Regions from separate parts of the Capra hircus genome. Here region 1 is linked to region 2. A link is a contact called in public Hi-C data. All regions are on one chromosome and are shown on one strand. The core of a region is the stretch at or near the end of the contact, and the rest is flanking DNA. Distances in the headings are between cores, read along the strand shown.

The links. Hi-C and Micro-C count contacts between places; a contact is called where the count stands out from the background.
Region 1: a Hi-C map of blood shows a contact between it and region 2, with 2.4 times the contacts expected there. The contact joins the enhancer-like site here to the promoter of STK17A in region 2. A contact is called at or near these places in 3 of 5 Hi-C or Micro-C datasets (all in blood).

Annotation. Positions count from the first base shown.
Region 1 is chr4:42,725,708-42,728,477 of ARS1.2, forward strand. It overlaps LOC102187025 (cytochrome c oxidase assembly factor 1 homolog), which reads right to left. Exons shown (of 6, transcript XM_018047005.1): 5 at 1,793-1,869; 6 at 643-1,008. The coding sequence ends at 912. It overlaps LOC106502045 (a long non-coding RNA gene), which reads left to right. Exons shown (of 3, transcript XR_001295612.2): 3 at 1,156-1,786. Among named protein-coding and RNA genes, the nearest start is that of STK17A, 51 kb to the left of the region's middle. Within about 2 kb of position 1,509, at least 1 of the 5 cell types and tissues checked has an H3K27ac peak or open chromatin away from gene starts, as enhancers often do.
Region 2 is chr4:42,674,908-42,677,607 of ARS1.2, forward strand. STK17A (serine/threonine-protein kinase 17A) reads left to right here and starts at 1,322. Exons shown (of 7, transcript XM_018047003.1): 1 at 1,322-1,662. The coding sequence starts at 1,457.

The DNA of each region.
Region 1 (2,770 bases), core at 259-2,758, 51 kb after region 2:
AACGGCACATAATTGTTAAAGAACAGAGCAGCACAAAAAAGATTCCACAGATTGTAATATCAATCAACACACACACTGGAAAAAGTGCCCTCAGGGAACGACTTCTCCACTTAATATTCTATTCAAAAAACAAACTACAGAACAATGGTGAAAGGCCTCATACTCTAGCACATTTGCGCATAACCTTTTTGAAGTTTCCCTTCAATGAATATTAAGAGTGCAGGAAAAGAGCTGATGAACATCCTTGATTATAACGGCATTAAGCTTAATAATACTGAGGGGGTTAAACTGGCCTTTCCAAAGCAAAAGTGGCAGATTTCTGGGATTTATAGGCTCTGGTGCTCAGAAGATCTTGTCCCCCTGCAAGACTATAAAAACCTACAGGTAAGATTCTCTAAAATGTGGTGGTTTTAAGCTTTTGAAATGTTTGGGTTAAAGCAGTTGTTTTATGAATCTTCAAGTAGGCAGACAGTTGGTGACTAAAACAAGAAAATAAAACAAGAAGAAAAATTCTAAGTACTTGAGAATGACCGACAAGCTACTTAACATAAATTTAGGGGAGAGCGACCAGACAGAAGTGCTTGTCTGTCTCCCTTGGCATTCTGATGTTAACAATTAAAAACATTGTCAGTGCTAGAAAACTTCATTGAAAACTTTTTTTTTGCCGGAGGGTGGGTTGGTGAGAGATGAGAAATCAACATTATTAATACTGATTCCCTTTATTCTATACTTCTTTACAGAGAACTTTCAAATTCTTGTAAATTACAGTAAGTTTCTGATTAAACTAAAAACTTCAGTAGGGTTCACTGCGGTTAAATTAGAATGATACAGAGATCACATATGGCCGCACTTGCAGCCCCGGGGGACGCATGGTGACCAGGGCGGCCAGGAGCAGAGGGAGCTGATCATCTTCACTCCTTTTTCACCTCGTCATTGTCCCTGCTGGGCTTGAACAGGGGAATCTGCTGACCATCCTTGAGCTCTAAGAAGACCTCCTGAAGGTTCCACCTGAGAAAAACCAAAAGTATAGTCTCTCATCAATGAAACACTGAGGCAAAAGACATGGTTTAAAAGGAAACAGTTGTTTGCGATATCTTAAATTTTTTAAACTATTTTATGTTAGTATGTTAACAATGTTTTAACCTTTTATTCCAGGCTATCTTTATTAAAATCACCATCAAGGCAAGTTTCACAATGAATGGCTGGCATCAGAGAAGGAGCACCTCATTCCTGGTTTCCTAACTCCCCTCGACCTTCAGCTCCTCCTCTAATCCCAGGCTCAGGGGTCAGCGAGGCCAGGCAGGGACCGCCTGCTCCTTTTGTCCCCAGGAATTAAAATACATCCTGGCTAAAGAGCAGACATCTCAGAGAGAGGCTTCCCGTGGGGGAAGTGAGTGACTTAGCTCCTGGCAACCAGACAAGAAAAGCCAATTAATGGGGTGGAGGGGGAGCTTACATAAAGAATGTGATGAATAACTCTGGAACAGGAACCCAGGCCTTCATGCACTTGTAATGACAGAGGCAGCAGTGTTGGAAACTGTGACACAGCATGGCAGACCTAGACCACACCAACTAAAGCTCCTCAGATCCAGTAGTCAGCACTGGAGAAAACGTCCGGACTGAGCTAAGAGCAAAAGCATGGGCATGCGTGTTGTCCTGGCTGTGAAACTTCTGAAGCTTTGTAAAACTAATCCTTAGTGCCGCAATCATATAGCTGCAGTTGAAAAGGGAAATCAAGATTGTTTCCAGAAGAAGGTTCTCCTCCTGCTCCCCACCCACTTTCCCATCATACCTCTTAAAGGGGGCATCTCTAGATGAGCTGACATAGAGATGGCCCTCTGACTTTGGTCCAGAGACAGGGATCTTCAGCTGGGGGGTATAAAGAGACATAAGTGGATACAACGCTGTCCTCTCAAAGATGGCTATAACGTGAGAAAAGCATGAGGCCACTCTCAGCTGATGGGAACAGTCCGTATCTAGGTAGGGGCTTGAGTTGCATAGGGGGATGCATTTGTTAAAATTCATCAGATAGGAGACTTAGGTCACAGGGAGTAAATTTTACCTCAAAAAAAGCAACCATAAACTCTAGTTAATGATATATAGCTTATGAATTTAAAGGTGAAGTGTACGGCTATTTGGAAATTAGAGGTTCATGAACAAATAGAGGTAGGCAAATAGGTACGGGATAAAGCACACTGAGCAAGAGAGTACCGAATCCAGGCAGCAGATACGTCGGTGCCACAGCACAGACTCTCATCTTTTCCATATACTTGAAACTTTTCATAATAGAAAAACAAAAAACAAGCCCACTGTTTGTTTAAAAAGGGTAACTATTAGTAGCAAATTGGTCCATACTCTGATCTGGACCATAAAGGAGTTAGAAATCAGAGGAAATTAATAGATTATAGAGCTGGGAAAAGATAAAATCAATAAACCTCTAGCCAGACTCAAAAAAAAAAGGAGTGGACCCGAATGAGAAATGAAAGAGGAAGAGCCACAACTCTTAGTACAGACAGATGGAGAATCATAGGAGAAGACTATGAAGAGTTACGTGCCAACAAACTGGACTAATCCTATAAATTCAACTAGACATCAATTGAAAGTTTTTCTAAACCACTGACTATTTTTAGCAGAATACTTGAGCACAAATTGCTTTTGCAGTTAGGAGAATTCCAGTAAAACTGTTCCTGTTAAAGTTAATAAAACAACAAGAACAAAAATAAACTAGGTCAGATCAGCTCACTCTTATCCTCCAAATACTCCAGGCTGC
Region 2 (2,700 bases), core at 72-2,571:
ATTCTTTGTCTCTCCAGCCTGATGAGACACCTAAAAGCCCTGCTTATTTTCTCACCCTTTCAGTCATTGCTTTGGAATTACCAAATGCTTCACGGGAAAGGGGTGCCATTCTGGGCTGCCCTTCTTGTCTGGATCTCGGTGGTTCAAGTTCTTGCTGCTTTTGAAACTCTCTGATGTTTCAAGTAGAGGACTATCTAATTTGAAAAAATTTGCCAACTTTCTCAGTGAGAGTATTGATCACACATAGACTAACTCATCATTGCCAGAAGCAAAACTCTGAGGAATGACATGATCTAATTTAGATTTTTTAAAAGATCACTCTGGTGGCCTCAAAAATAAGTGATATGGAATTGAGGAGGAAGAGGGATGGTAGCAGATAGCCTAGTTAGGGAGCTATCACAATAATCCAGACCAGAGAGAATGGTAGTTGTGGTCATGGGGAAATGGAGAGGAGTGATCAGATTCTGGATATGTTTTGAAGGTAAAGCCAAGAGGATTTCTTACAAAATGGATGAGGGGTATGAGAGAAAGAGAGGAGTCAATGTTGACCCCAAGGTTTTTGGCTTGAACCACTGGAAGGATGGAAATGGCATTTACTGAGGTGGGGAAACTTGGTGGGACTGCATTTATGAAGGATGATGAGGAGATGACTTCTGCTCGTTAAATTTGAAATGCTAATTTGTTATCCAACTGGTGATGCCAAGTGTATACTTCAATATATGAGTGTGAAGTTCAGAGAATGGTTGGAAACTAGAGATAAAAATTTTGTAGTCGTGAGCATACGGATGTAATTAAAACCTCAAGACCGGATGAGAGCACCTTGAAAGTTAAATATAGAGAAGACTGTAGGGCTGGTATGCGGGTTTAAAAATATTTATCCATCTCTTGCCTTCATGTCCTCCTCTCATTGTGGGAATGTACCAGATGCCCCAGGCAACTTCCACGTGCTGTACAGCAGCCCTGATCGGCCCTGATCATCACCTCTCCTGACCCGCCCAAGGGAAGGGATCGTGAAGCTCTGGCTGGTAGCTCCTACGCATTTTCATTAATGTAGGGCTCAGATTTGCAACACTCAGATGCTTAGCAGGTGCGTAACTGGCTGACGCAGCGGGTCCTCCAGTCAGAAGGGTGGTGCTGTGAGTCGCCTGCAGATTGTCGGGGCCTGCCGCCGGGCCCCCCGCCAGGCTGCACCTTCTCCCCCTCAGCTGCAGAGGGCGCGCGCGAGGCACGCGGCCCTCAGGAACCCAAGGGAGCTCCCCGGGGGGCAGGGGAGAGGCGGGGCCGGACGTGGGGCGGGGCCAGGCGGCCTGGAGGCAGCCGGCCGCAGTCTGTGCGCAGCTCCGGGCAGAGCGGGTGGCATCCTCGCGCCGGCTCGGGGCAGCTGGAGGCGGGGCCGTTACCCGCCGGGAGCTCCGAGCGAGCCGGGTGGCAGGCAAGAAAAGCACGCCCGAGCGCCATGATTCCTCTCGAGAAGCCGGGCAGCGGCGGCTCTTCCCCGGCCGCCGCCTCCGGCTCGGGTCGGGCTGGCCGGGGTCTGGGCGCGCCGCGGCGGCCGCCGCCCCCGACCCAGGCCCGCGGGCTGCTGACGGAGATCCGCACCGCTGTGCGCACCGAGCCCTTTCAGGACGCCTACACCCTGACCCCGGGCCGGGAGTTGGGCAGGTGAGGCCGGCGGGCGCGCGCAGATAAGTGCGGGAGGCCGGCCGGCGCGGGGGCAGATAGCGCGTCGGGACCGGGTACAGACGTGGGTGCGGGCGGCGATTAGGGCGGCGGGGCCCCCCGGCCACGAGTCCACGCGCGGCTTCCCCCAAAGCCGTGGTAGCGGCCATGAGAAAGGCTGCCGCCAGAAGCTAGACCCCTTCCTCTTTTTGCTGCGGGCGTTTCAGCCTCTGTGGTCCCCTGTACGGTAACTTAACGAGGTGGCGTGGGAACCACGCTGCGAATCTTTCCCCGCGGCAGCGAGTCTGAAGTCAGCACAGGTGTGGAGTCAGCTTTGGTTTTGCCTGCGGACTTGTGGGTTCCTGCTTCTGTCTTTGTGGCTGTGATAGAGGAGCGCAGAACCCCGAGCGTAACAGCTTCTTTCGCACCAGCCCTGGGCTAGTTTCCGTCAGCCGCTTTCTGCTGACTTCAGTTGCGATTTCTTGGGTTTGTGGTGTTTGCGTTCTGAAATATTTAGGTCCGTGTGCTTTTTTAAGTTCAGATCGGTTTCACTTGTGGACTCTGGGCCCTTGTCTGACTCTTTCTACGCAGTGATACAGCCCTTGCCTTTTCTTCCCCATCTCGTTGTTGTTTTGTAGGGGTAGGGAGAGCTTAGAATTTGGTCTGTTTTTAAAATCGCAAAAGGTGAAGGCTGTTGGGATACTTTACGTCTTGTACGTTGAAGAGGGGTCACAGAGTGATAGGTTTTGTTGTTTAGTCGTAAATCATGTCCGACTCTCTTGCGACCCCATGGACTGTAGCCCACCAGGCTCCTCTTGTCCATGAGATTTCCCAGGCAAGAAAAGTGGAGTGGGGTATTGCCATTTCCTTCTGCAGGGAATCTTCCCGACCAGGGATTGAACCAGCATCTCCGTGCAAGCGGATTTTTCTTTCTATCTTTCTTTTTTACTGCTGACCGACGGGGGAACAGTAGAGGTTTGGGGACCGACTTTTTCTCTGAGAACAGTTTGAAGAAATTGTCAGAAGCACTGGCTTTGGGGT